Regions from separate parts of the Pan troglodytes genome. Here region 1 is linked to region 2. A link is a contact called in public Hi-C data. All regions are on one chromosome and are shown on one strand. Each heading gives the region's core, a stretch centred on a gene start, on an enhancer-like site or on the middle of the called end of the contact. The rest is flanking DNA. Distances are from core to core; before and after follow the strand shown.

Region 1 (5,939 bases), core at 2,918-5,417, 63 kb before region 2:
TACACTCCTGGCTTCTATGTGGCTTATCTAGTGCCTGGATTTTGAAATAGGATGGACATGGGGCTGGAACTCCTGAGTCTTAGGGAGGAACTCAAGTCATGGGGCTGTTTTTCCAGGCACTTGACGCCGCTTCCCCTTCCTGGCTCTCTGGGGCTACGGACATGGAAAGATGGAGAGCCCAAGGTCCCAGGAGCATGCAGAGAAGGAAAACAGCCAAGGTGGAGGGTGGAAGGTTTGTGCTAATTAAAGGCCCCAGCAAGGGACAGCTCCACGCTCTGGCCCCTAGGGACACCATCTGGCGAGGGCCCCCAGGACAGAGCCACTCCCCCAGCTCGGCATCCAGCCCATTTCCCAGGGGGTGTAGAGAGCAGTTGGGAGAGGGGAGGTGGGAGGAGGGCAAGGAGTCAAGCATGTGAGGGAAGAGGGAAGGCCAGCATCGAGGATGAAGCTGGGGGCTGAGGCCAGATGCCTCATCTTGTTCCTGGGAACGAGATTGGCGGGGGTCTTGGGGAGGTGGGGAGAAAACTAGCATTTCCAATTCCCGCAGGAGATAAGCAGGCAGAAGAAGCTTATCCCAGGCAAGTGTATGTGCACGCGGGGAGGGCAGGCCCACCAGCATATGGTTATAAAATCCATGGATGTGATGAGCAGAGCCACTCGGAGATGGAGAGACACATAAGAGAAAGAGGCGTGGTCAGAGTGTGGCTGAGAACAAATATTTATGGAGCTCCTGGTGTGTGTGAGACAGACTGTGGGGTGAGGGGAGCGACAGAGGTGAGAACAGAGACAGAGAAACAGAATAACAGAGACATGTAGAGATGGAGAGACACAGTGAAATAAAGATTGACTGAGATTTAACAACTTAATATAGAGAGCGAGAGAGTCTCAAACAGATGGAGAAAGATAGAAAGATAAATCGGCTGGGCACAATGACTCACGCCTGCAATCCCAGCACTTTGGGAGGCCGAGTCGGGCGGATCACCTGAGGTCAGGAGTTCGAGACCAGCCTGATCAACATGGAGAAACCCCGTCTTTACTAAAAATACAAAAAATTAGCCAGGCGTGGTGGCGCATGCCTGTAATCCCAGCTACTAGGGAGGCTGAGGCAGGAGAATCGCCTGAACCCGGGAGGCAGAGGTTGCAGTGAGCCGAGATCACACTATTACACTCCAGTCTGGGCAACAAGAGTGAAACTCCATCTCAAAAAAAGAAAAAAAAAGAAAAAAGAAAAAAAAGAAAGATAAATCAAGGGTCAGGTGCGGTGGCTCATGCCTGTAATCCTAGTACTTTGGGAGGCCGAGATGGGAGGATTGCTTGAGCCCAGGAGTTCCAGACAAGCCTGGGCAATATAGCAAGACTCTCTCTAAACATTTATAAATGTCTCTGCAAAAACATTTTAAAAAAATTAGCCAAGTGGCCGGGTGCAGCGGCTCCCACCTGTAATCCCAGCACTTTGGGGGGCCAAGGCAGGTGGGTTACCTGAGGTCAGGAGTTCGAGCCCTGCCTGGCCAACATGGCGAAACCCCGTCTCTACTGAAAATACAAAAATTAGCTGGGTGTGGCGGTCAATGCCTGTATTCCCAGCTACTCAGGAGGCTGAGGCAGGAGAATCGCTTGGACCTGGGAGGCGGAGGTTACAGTGAGCCAAGATCGCACCATTGCACTCCAGCCTGGGTGACAGAGCAAGACTCCCTCTCAAAAAAAAAAAAATAGCCAGAGTGGTGATGCGGGCCTGTAGTCCCAGCTACTCAGGAGGCTGAGGCAGAAAGAACACTTGAGCCTAGGAGGTTTGAGGCTTCAATGAGCCATGATCACACCACTGCACTCCAGCCTGGGCAATAGAGAAAGACCCTGTCTCTACAAACAAATTTTTAAAAATTAGCTGGAGTGGTGGTGTGCACCTGTAGTCCCAGCTATTCAGGAGGCTGAGGCAGGAGGATCACTTGAGCCCAGGAAGTTGAGGCTGCAATGAACCAAGATCATGCCACTGCCCTCCAGCCTGGGCAACAGAGCAAGATTCCATCTCAAAAGAAAGAAAGATAAATCAAGATAGATAGAGGGAGGGAGAGAGAGAGACATGGAGAAGGAAAGAAGAGATGGGGAGAGGGCAAGAAAAAGAGGGAGAAGAAAGCTCATGCAGTCCTTGCCAAAGGGCGCCCACTTTGGGCTCACACTGCACCCACACTGGGGGCCGGTGGAATTGGACTCTGCCTTTTACTCCCGCCCACACCCTGTGCACTCCCACGTAAGACACTGTCACACACACGCTCTCCACATGCTTATTACAGATCACAGTTCACTCTAACCTTCCCCACTCTCACACCCACGTACACACATGGATATCTTCCCTCTCTCCCACACTCTCCCAGCCTGTCACACTCACTCACTCTTGCATCCTCCCCAGCAGAGATCCCTGACATCATTTAGGCACTGATGTCTACTCAAAAAAGGAAGGGAGGCCAGGTGCGCTGGCTCATGTCTGTAATCCCAGCATTTTGGGAGGCTGAGGCAGATGGATCACCTGAGGTCAGGAGTTTGAGACCAGCCTGGCCAACATGATGAAACCCCGTCTCTAGTAAAAATACAAAAATTAGCCAGGCATGGTGCTATATACCTGTAGTACCAGCTACTTGGGAGACAGAGGTAGGAGAATTACTTGAACCTGGGAGGTTCAAGCCATGGGAGGTGGAAGTTGCAGTGAGCCGAGATGCCACTGCACTCCAGCCTGAGCAACAGAGCAAGACTATCTCAAGAAAAAAAAAGAAAGAAAGAAAGGGACTTGCCAAGGTCATGTATCAGGGCAAGGAAGAGCTGGGGGCCCAGCTGGCTGCTCCCCTGCTGAGCTGGGAGACCACCTTGATCTGACTTCTCCCATCTTCCCAGCCTAAGCCAGGCCCTGGGGTCACGGAGGCTGGGGAGGCACCGAGGAACGCGCCTGGCATGTGCTGACAGGGGATTTTATGCTCCAGCTGGGCCAGCTGGGAGGAGCCTGCTGGGCAGAGGCCAGAGCTGGGGGCTCTGGAAGGTACCTGGGGGAGGTTGCACTGTGAGAATGAGCTCAAGCTGGGTCAGAGAGCAGGGCTGACTCTGCCAGTGCCTGCATCAGCCTCATTGCTCTCCTAGGCTCCTGGCCTGCTGGACTCTGGGCTGCAGGTCCTTCTTGAAAGGCTGCGAGTAGTGAGACAAGGAGCAGGAGTGAGGGGTGGCAGGAGAGAAGATAGAGATTGAGAGAGAGAGAGAGAGAGACAGAGAGACAGAGAGAGAGGAAGAGACAGAGACAAAAGGAGAGAGAACGGCTTAGACAAGGAGAGAAAGATGGAAAGATAAAGAGACTGGGCGCAGTGGCTCACGCCTGTAATCCCAACACTTGGGGAGGCCAAGGTGGGAGGTTGGCTTGAGGGAAAGAGTCTGAGATCAACCTGGCCAACATAGTGAGACCCTGTCTCTAAAAAAAAAAAGAAAAAAGAAAAAAAGTTTTTTTAAAGAGACAGAGAAAGAGACTCAGAGATTGAGACTGAGAGCAAGACAGAGATAGAGAGACACTCACAGGGAAGAGGGGAAGAGGAAAACGAGAAAGGGAGGAGAGTAACGGAAAGAGAGATAAAAAAGAAAAGCAGGTGGCAGAGACACAGAGAGAGGGACCCAGAGAAAGCCAGACAGACGCAGGTGGCTGGCAGCGGGCGCTGTGGGGGTCACAGTAGGGGGACCTGTGATGGCCCTGGGGACGACGCTCAGGGCTTCTCTCCTGCTCCTGGGGCTGCTGACTGAAGGTGAGTGGGATCCCAGCCTTGTACCCAGCGCCAAGTGGCCCCCATTTCCCACTTACCTTCCCTAGACAAACCCTCTGCCCTTTCCTCGCACCCCGCTGTGTCCCCAGGCCTGGCACAGTTGGCGATTCCTGCCTCCGTTCCCCGGGGCTTCTGGGCCCTGCCCGAAAACCTGACGGTGGTGGAGGGGGCCTCAGTGGAGCTGCGTTGTGGGGTCAGCACCCCTGGCAGTGCGGTGCAATGGGCCAAAGATGGGCTGCTCCTGGGCCCCGACCCCAGGATCCCAGGCTTCCCGAGGTACCGCCTGGAAGGGGACCCTGCTAGAGGTAAGGGATCAGAGCCTGAGACCCTCAGCCACCAGCGGAAGCTGCGGCCCTGACCTCCGGCTCCCCCTGCAGGTGAATTCCACCTGCACATCGAGGCCTGTGACCTCAGCGATGACGCGGAGTATGAGTGCCAGGTCGGCCGCTCTGAGACGGGGCCCGAGCTTGTGTCTCCCAGAGTGATCCTCTCCATCCTGGGTATGGGTGAGAGACCCCCAGGACCCATGAGTCTGGGCTTCAAGCCCTCCCCTACCCCACGACCCAGAAGTCCAAGCCCCCAGCCTCTCCTCTCCCAGACCCTGGGTACCGAACTCCAATCTTCAAGTCCTTCTCAGTGCTGGAAGCTTACCCCAGACCCTTCTCTCACCAGTTCCTCCCAAGCTGCTCCTGCTGACCCCAGAGGCAGGCACCATGGTCACCTGGGTAGCTGGGCAGGAGTACGTGGTCAGCTGTGTGTCTGGGGACGCGAAGCCAGCACCTGACATCACCATTCTCCTGAGTGAGTGTGGGTGAACTGGGTGGCAGGGGGCAGCATGAAGCCTCTGGAGTGGGAAGGGTGTGTGTTCCTGACCAGTACCCTTCTAAGGGCCCCAGAAAAGATGTCATCCCTGGGATGGGGACCCAGGAGAAGGTGTGGGGAGATGCTGAGGCCAGTGTGGGACCCAGTGGATGCGAGGGCACATCGAGGAGGGCAGCAACCAGCACAAGGCTGAGGCCCAGATAGAAATATGGGCAGTAGCGCTGGTGCAGACATGAGAAGCTGAGGGATGGGGTGCATGGTACAACCCAGCAAGGAGTTGAGAAGAGCGGGGAGGCCCAGGACCCAGCACTGAAGACTGCGGCATTCACGCAGTCCAGAAAGTCGGGAGGGGATGCAGCTCTGCCCCAGGCCCTTTTCCTCTAGAACGAGGAGGGAGGGGGCATCGCACCCACCCTGAGGACTTCCAGGCCATGCTCCCCAGAATCTGTCTTGCGGGGAGCCTGGAACCCCTCTAGCCCTCTTGTTGCCTCAAGGTGGACAGACAATATCCGACATCTCTGCAAACGTGAACGAGGGCTCCCAGCAGAAACTCTTCACTGTGGAGGCCACAGCCAGGTGTGGAAACTGAAACAACCCCCCAACCTTGACCCCTAATTGTCCCCATGGGAACCCCAGACCCCAGGGATGCAAGCATGAAGCTTGGGCTAGGTATGAACATCTGGGACCCAATTCTTCATCCTGACTCTCAAAGCTTCTTCATGGGGAACAGAGGTGGTGGCTCATGCCTGTAATCCCAGCACTTTGGGAGGCTGAGGTGGGAGGATCACCTGAGGTCAGGAGTTCAAGATCAGCTAGGTCAACATGGTGAAACCCTGTTTTCACTAAAAATACAAAAATTAGCCGGGTGTGGTGGCGCATGCCTATACTCCCAGCTCCTCAGGGGGCTGAGGCAGGAGAATCACTTGAACCCAAGAAGTGGAGGTTGCAGTGAGCTGACATTGTACCACTGCACTCCAGCCTGGGCGATAGAGCCAGATTCTGTCTCAAAAGACAAACAAACAAATAAACAAACAAAAAAACTTCATGGGAACCTCAGTTCTAGAGTCCCAAGCACTAAAGTTTTGGTCAGATGTGGGGCTCTCTGGGCTCCAATTCTCACTGTTCACCCCCAAAATCTCTCCCATGGAACCCTGGATCCCAGAGGAGATCAGCATGGGGACTTAGACCAGGTGTGGGGACCAGAGGTGGCATTCCCACCTCTTCTCCCTGACTCCCCAAATTTCAGATGATGACTCTGACTCTAGAACCCTGACTTCTCATCCCAGGGTGACACCCCTGAGCTCGGATAATAGGCAGTTGCTGGTCTGT
Region 2 (5,785 bases), core at 1,080-3,579:
TTAGCCCAGGAGGTCAAGGCTGCAGTGAGCTGTGATCGCACAACTATACTCCAGCCTGGGTGACACAGTGAGACTCCGTCTTTATTTTATTTTATTTATTTATTTATTTTTTTGAGACGGAGTTTCACTCTTGTTGCCCACGCTAGAGTACAGTGGCATGATCTCTGCTCACCGCAACCTCCGCCCCCTGGGTTCAAGTGATTCTCCTGCTTCAGCCTCCCAAGTAGCTGGGATTATAGGCATGTGCCACCAGACCTGGCTAGTTTTTGTAGTTTTAGTAGAGACAAGGTTTCTCCATGTTGATCAGGCTGGTCTTGAACTCCCAACCTCAGGTGATCTGCCCACCTCGGCCTCCCAAAGTGCTGGGATTACAGACGTGAGCCACCGTGCCTGGCAACACTCTGTCTTTAAAAAAAAAAAAAAAAAAAAGGCCGGGTACAGTGGCTCATGCCTGTAATCCCAACACTTTGGGAGGCCGAGGTGGGCAGATCACCTGAGGTCAGGAGTTCAAGACCAGCCTGGCCAACATGGCAAAACCCCTAATCTACTAAAATAAAAAAAAAATTAGCCTGGCATAGTGGCACACGCCTGTAATCCCAGCTACTTGGGAGGCTGAGGCAGGAGAATCACTTGAACCTGGGAGGCAGAGGTTGCAGCGAGCCGAGATTGCGCCATTGCACTCCAGCCTGGGCAACAGATTGAGACTCTGTCTCAAAAAAAAAAAAAAAAAAAAAAAAGGCCTCTGTGGGGCAGGATGAGTGCAGAAAGGCAGTTAAGATGCTGTTGTAAAAGATAGTGAGCTAATGAGTCAAATGCAATGCCGCAAATCTGGTATTCAGAGATTCCTGAAGGTCCACATTTGGAGGGGTTTTGTGGCAGAGACCACGCTGGGTTGGGCCCAGTGCATGAATAATTAGCCGTGTCTGCCAAGGACACAGGAGTGCAAGGACAAGGATACCATGCATTTGCTCTACCTGGGGTAGGGGCTGGAGGAAGAGGAACTGGGGAATGACGGGTTTGGAGACCCAGGGCTTGGGGCAGGAGTGAGTGGTTGGGAGGGGGAGCTGAGCAGGAAGCTGGTTGGGGAGGGGATTGGCGGAGGCCTGGAGGTAAGGACATGGAGGGGGCTGCCAACTGGATTGAGCCCTTAGATGCAGGCTTCAAAAATAAAATTGAGACCATGCATGGTGGCTCATGCCTGTAATCTCAGTACTTTGGGAAACCAAGGCAGGAGAACTGCTTGAGCCCAGGAGTCCAAGACCAGCCTGGGCAATATAATGAGACCCCATCTCTACAAAAAATTAAAAATTAAAATAAATAAAATTTGAGAGATCTGATAAAATCCAGAGTTTGCTTTACTTGAAGAGCTGAGTGCTGGCCTCATGGGACCTGTGTGTACCACACTGAGTCACAGCTGGGTGGAGTCCGCCTGTCCCGGCCAGTGCGCAAGGCTCCTGGAAGTCAAAGTCCCCTGAAGTCCACTTCCTCCTGGCCCATGGGGACCTTTGTGTGATTTTGATCCTCCTGGGTTGGGGGATAGATGTTTGCACGGCAGGCAGATGTCACCCCTTGTTTCAACTCTGTGGACTTAATGATTTGGGGAGCACTGTGTTGAGGTGGATTGCGAGGCATGGTCCTCAGCAGCTGGAGGGCAGGGGTTCCAGGACACAGAGATGGAACCTGGGGTCCATAGTCATCCAGTCATGGAGGGGCTGTGGAGGATGGGAATTGGCAAGGGTGTTTGCCTAGCGGCCCTCAGGCCTCCAACCCAGGAGTATGGGCCTGGGGCGTCCTAAGCCTGCCCGCCCCTTAGGTGTCCAGGTGGACGGGGAGAACCCTGAGGGGCAGACAGCGCTCTTCCTCTCGGCGCTGCTGGGCCACGGCTCTGCCATGCAGCTCCTGCTGGCCTTTGGTGCCAAGCCCAACCAGTGGCTGGCCAGCCAGTGATGCCCCCCATCCCCAGGGGCCCAAGTTTGAGCCCCAGAAAGCCTGAGAGCTAGGGCTCTCTTCCCCTGAGGCATCTCTCCCTCACGATGCCTCTTCCATTCCCTGGTGACCATCCTGTCCTCCCAGTAACCCTCCTTATTCTCTCAATTAACCCCTTCTCATTCCCCAGTGACTGTTCCCATTCTCCCAGTGCCTCCATGCTCGTAGTGATCCTCATTCCCTAAAGACCCCATCCTGCCCTCATGTGACCCCTCCCATCCTCATATTCACCTCCCATGACATGGTGACTCCTCCCATCCCCCAGGGCCCCCATCCTGCCCCTTTTTGTCCCTGTTCAGTCCCTTCCCTAATCGACTCCCACCGCGTTGTTCTGCTCTAGCCGCTGCCTGGATAGCAGCACCCCCGTGCCTGCAGGCGCCTTCTCTAGTGATGGTGCCCCTGCTGCAGGCAGGGGGTGACTTGCAACTGCATGACCAGCGGGGTCGCACACCACAAGACTGGGCTGAGCAGGGTGGGGCCAAGCAGAACTGGGAGGTGAGCAGTAGCCCTGGTGGGAGTGAGGCATCAGGGCCGGCACCCATCAGGCCTCACCCTACGTGCCCTCCTCCAGTTGCTGGAGTTGTTGCAGCTCTGCCGGGCCCACATATCAGCGTTCGTGCATGACGGTGAGTTGCCACCCATGGCATCTCTGGACCGGTTGCAGGCCAGATTTGGGAACAGCCCGCCTGGCTCCCTGTCCTCCCTGAGGCTGATGCAGGCAGACAGGTAACCGTCCACATTCTGAAGCCCACCCGCCCAACCATTCCCAGCCACCCCAGACTTACCCTCGGCCTGCCCCCACCCCAGGACGCTGAGGCTAGCACAGATCAGGAGAGCCTCCCAAGTCCCGGCCTTGGGGTTTGGTCAGGTAAGCAGGAGTGGCTGTAGGAGTGGGAACCACCCCTGTCTTCTTCGTGCCTCATGATCCTGCCTGTCCCTAGCTGAGTAGCCTGTGGCCACCGGGGCTGGTAACGGGCATCCCCCTTGTGGACCCCAAGGAGCTACTGGCAGCCCAGGGAGAGCCTGACTGCACCTATGAGAGCAGCTCCCCACCCTCATGGCCAAGGGAGAGCCCCGCTGTGCCCTTGCCAGCTCTCCTGCTCCCCTCCCAGGGAAAGCCCCCTCGTCTCAGGCCTGTACTGCCCCGCCCCTATTCTCCAGCCTCCTGTGGATGGGTCACAAAATGACTGTGCAGCAGCCGAAGGCCCCTGGAACCCAGACAGATGTGCTACTGGCTGACCTTCAGCACTGCAGGTACCTGTGCCAGCCCCCAGCCCGGCCTCCTGTTGGCCCTCCCACGGAAGACAAGGGTGTGTGGCCGTAGTCATGGCCAGAATCTTCACTTCTGGGCCAGCACCCGGCATGGAGCCCTCCTGCTGGGGCGATCCCCCCACTGGAAAGTGGGTGGGTACCAGTTGTGTGTGCAATGCCCTGTAGGCCTGAGAGGAGGTGGGGGTGGGGAGGGCACCAGGATGAGGTAGGCGGTGGGTGCTGGCCCTCCCACTGCTGGGCTGCGTGACCTGGGATCAGTCTTTCCTCTGTCTGATGGCAGGTGCAGATTGCCTGCCCTGGCACGTGGTGGGCAGTCTGGGCCCAGGAGCATCTCCCACCCTGTGTGGCTGGGGCCTGCTCGTGAGTGGCCTGCTGTCCTCCTGCCCAGCACGCTGCACCACCCTGGCCTGTTGCTGCTGATGGCACTGAGTCCCTCTGCAGATCTGTCGGGGCTGTGCCTTCTCTTTGAGCCTGTGTGGCTGGGCTCCCTGCAGGGGGTGCTGCACCCACCGAGACCAAGTGAGGAGGCACCCGGGACTGTGCTGGGCCTGCCGCCCGGCCCCCTGCTGCAGCAGGTGCTAAAGGCCCTGCTGTTCCTGCAGGCCCACTGGCGAGCTCACAGTGGCTTCAGCTCTCACACTGTGTAGCTGGTGCAGCCAGGCCTGGCTAAAGTGGGCCACCTGGAGCACAGGCGCCTCCTACGCCAGTGCTGGCTGCGGCCCAGGTGAGTGCCTGCCCTGCCTGCTGCCCCTTGACTCGGGCCTGCACGCTCCCCTCCTCCCTGTTCTCCAGCCTCCGTGGCCATGGGCAATGGTGTCTTGTAGACCCCAGGGAGGAGGTGGGGGTGGAGAGGGGCACTGTGAGTGGCATAGGAGCTAGGTGCTGGCCCTACCACTGCTGGGCTGTGTGACCTGGGGTCTCAGTTTTCCTGTCTGGTGGCGGGTGCAGGTCCCTGTCCAGCAGCCGTCGGCTCACCAGGCCCCTTGGGCTCCACAGGCAGCAGAAGGGCTACCCCTGGGGAGGCCCAGGCCCAGGGCTTCCCCCGCCCCCTGAACTATACCCATGGCTGCCACTTCAGCTGATCTGCGGTGACATGCCCACCACCACCTCAGACCTCTACAGCTTCTGCATCCTGACCCAGGAGGTCTTCACTGGTGAGTGAGTGGCTGCGCCCCACCCCATGAAGGCACCCTCCCGCTTGGGTCCCTAACTGTGCTTCCTGGCAGGAGAGCTGCCCTGGGCTGGGAGAGGGGGACCTGAGGTGAAGGCCAAGCTGGAGGCAGGGGAGAGTCCGGCCCTGGAGCCCCGGGTGCCAGCACCCTACCAGGCCCTGATTCGAGCTGGGCTAGGCCTAGCACCGGCTGACCGCTGGGGCAGCCTGCAGAGTACCCGATACCTACTGCGGGAGGCCACGGCCCAGGTACAGGGCAGGTCAGCAGGGGGTGGGTGGTGGCCATGGGACCCCAGGCAAGCCTGTGTCCCCACACCCCGCCTCCAGTCCACAGGACGTGGCTCCTGAGGTGAGCTCCCCAATGGAGTGGACCACGCTATCCCCTGCACCCCAGGGTTCCCCACCAAGTTAGAGGGCAAGGAGGGGATGCTGGCAGGTGCTGACCAACTGGTCTGTCCCCACAGAGAAACTGTACATCAAGTGGCTCACAGAGCCAAGACCACACCCAGGCCTGTGGCCCCTGTGATGTCCCCAGGCCCCATCCCATGCCAGGTAGGAGCCAGGACGGGGCTGTGGGGGACCAAGGGAGCTGTGGGACACCTGGGCAACCCATGCCAGCTCTCTGCCATCCTTCTCTGCAGGCCTGAGACTCCTGAGGTCAGAGACCACAGCAGGATCCCAAGGGGTGCAGCCTGGAGCTTGGGCAGCAGCTTGACTCTAGGCAGCAGCCCTGGGTCTGGCCACAGCCCCACAGCCAGGGTCAGCCTGCACTGCTGCCTGGAGCCCAGCTCAACAGTACAGATACCCCCAGAGCCCTGCACAACTGTCCCACTGCTAACCTGTGACCCCCTCCGCCCGCCCTCCAGGAGTCACCAACCCCAAGTTCCCTGGCTGCCTCTCCTTTGACCAGGGAACTTTAGGGTCGCCCAACTGTCCCCTCACTCACCTATGACCCTTAACCAACCCTGCTTCCCCCAGGGCCCTTCCCTGCACTCCAACTCCAGCCTCTAGGACTCAGCCTCCCTGCTGGGGACCCAGAGCTCTGCGGAACAGTTTGAGGAAGCTCTCAGCCAAGATTCCAGCCCTGCAGGGGCTGCTGCAGCGCACACACAGGGTTATTCTGCTGAAGCCCCAGCCCTGTGAGCCCATCCCCAGTCTGCTGACCCACAGGGAGGCTTTCCACACACTGGGAGGCTGCTGGCAGGGAAGGCCACGAGGGCAGGCTAAGCAGAGGACCCCGAGCTCAGCCTGTGCCCCATCTGCCCTCCCAGGCCCGCTGGAGCGCCATGGCTACCAGGTGGCAGCTCCAGCCTTCTCTCCTGCAGGCACCCGGTACTGAGCTCACTAGAGGAGGTC

What was found. Hi-C and Micro-C count contacts between places; a contact is called where the count stands out from the background.
Region 1: a contact with region 2 is called in a Hi-C map of induced pluripotent stem cells, with 2.4 times the contacts expected there. The contact joins the promoter of KIRREL2 here to the promoter of LOC134809103 in region 2. A contact is called at or near these places in 3 of 7 Hi-C or Micro-C datasets (induced pluripotent stem cells and stem cell-derived neural progenitor cells).

Annotation. Positions count from the first base shown.
Region 1 is chr20:38,980,477-38,986,415 of NHGRI_mPanTro3-v2.0_pri, reverse strand. It overlaps KIRREL2 (kirre like nephrin family adhesion molecule 2), which reads right to left and starts at 4,167. Exons shown (of 16, transcript XM_063800727.1): 1 at 3,827-4,167. NPHS1 (NPHS1 adhesion molecule, nephrin) reads left to right here and starts at 3,049. Exons shown (of 29, transcript XM_016935727.4): 1 at 3,049-3,770; 2 at 3,878-4,093; 3 at 4,166-4,288; 4 at 4,461-4,589; 5 at 5,105-5,186; 6 at 5,897-5,939. The coding sequence starts at 3,713.
Region 2 is chr20:38,915,725-38,921,509 of NHGRI_mPanTro3-v2.0_pri, reverse strand. It overlaps LOC134809103 (inactive serine/threonine-protein kinase TEX14-like), which reads left to right and starts at 2,329. Exons shown (of 4, transcript XM_063801507.1): 1 at 2,329-2,481; 2 at 2,558-2,712; 3 at 2,794-2,854; 4 at 3,148-3,320. The coding sequence starts at 2,377. The coding sequence ends at 3,225. LOC104003359 (a long non-coding RNA gene) reads left to right here and starts at 4,182. Exons shown (of 5, transcript XR_008540995.2): 1 at 4,182-4,412; 2 at 4,894-4,981; 3 at 5,071-5,568; 4 at 5,755-5,785.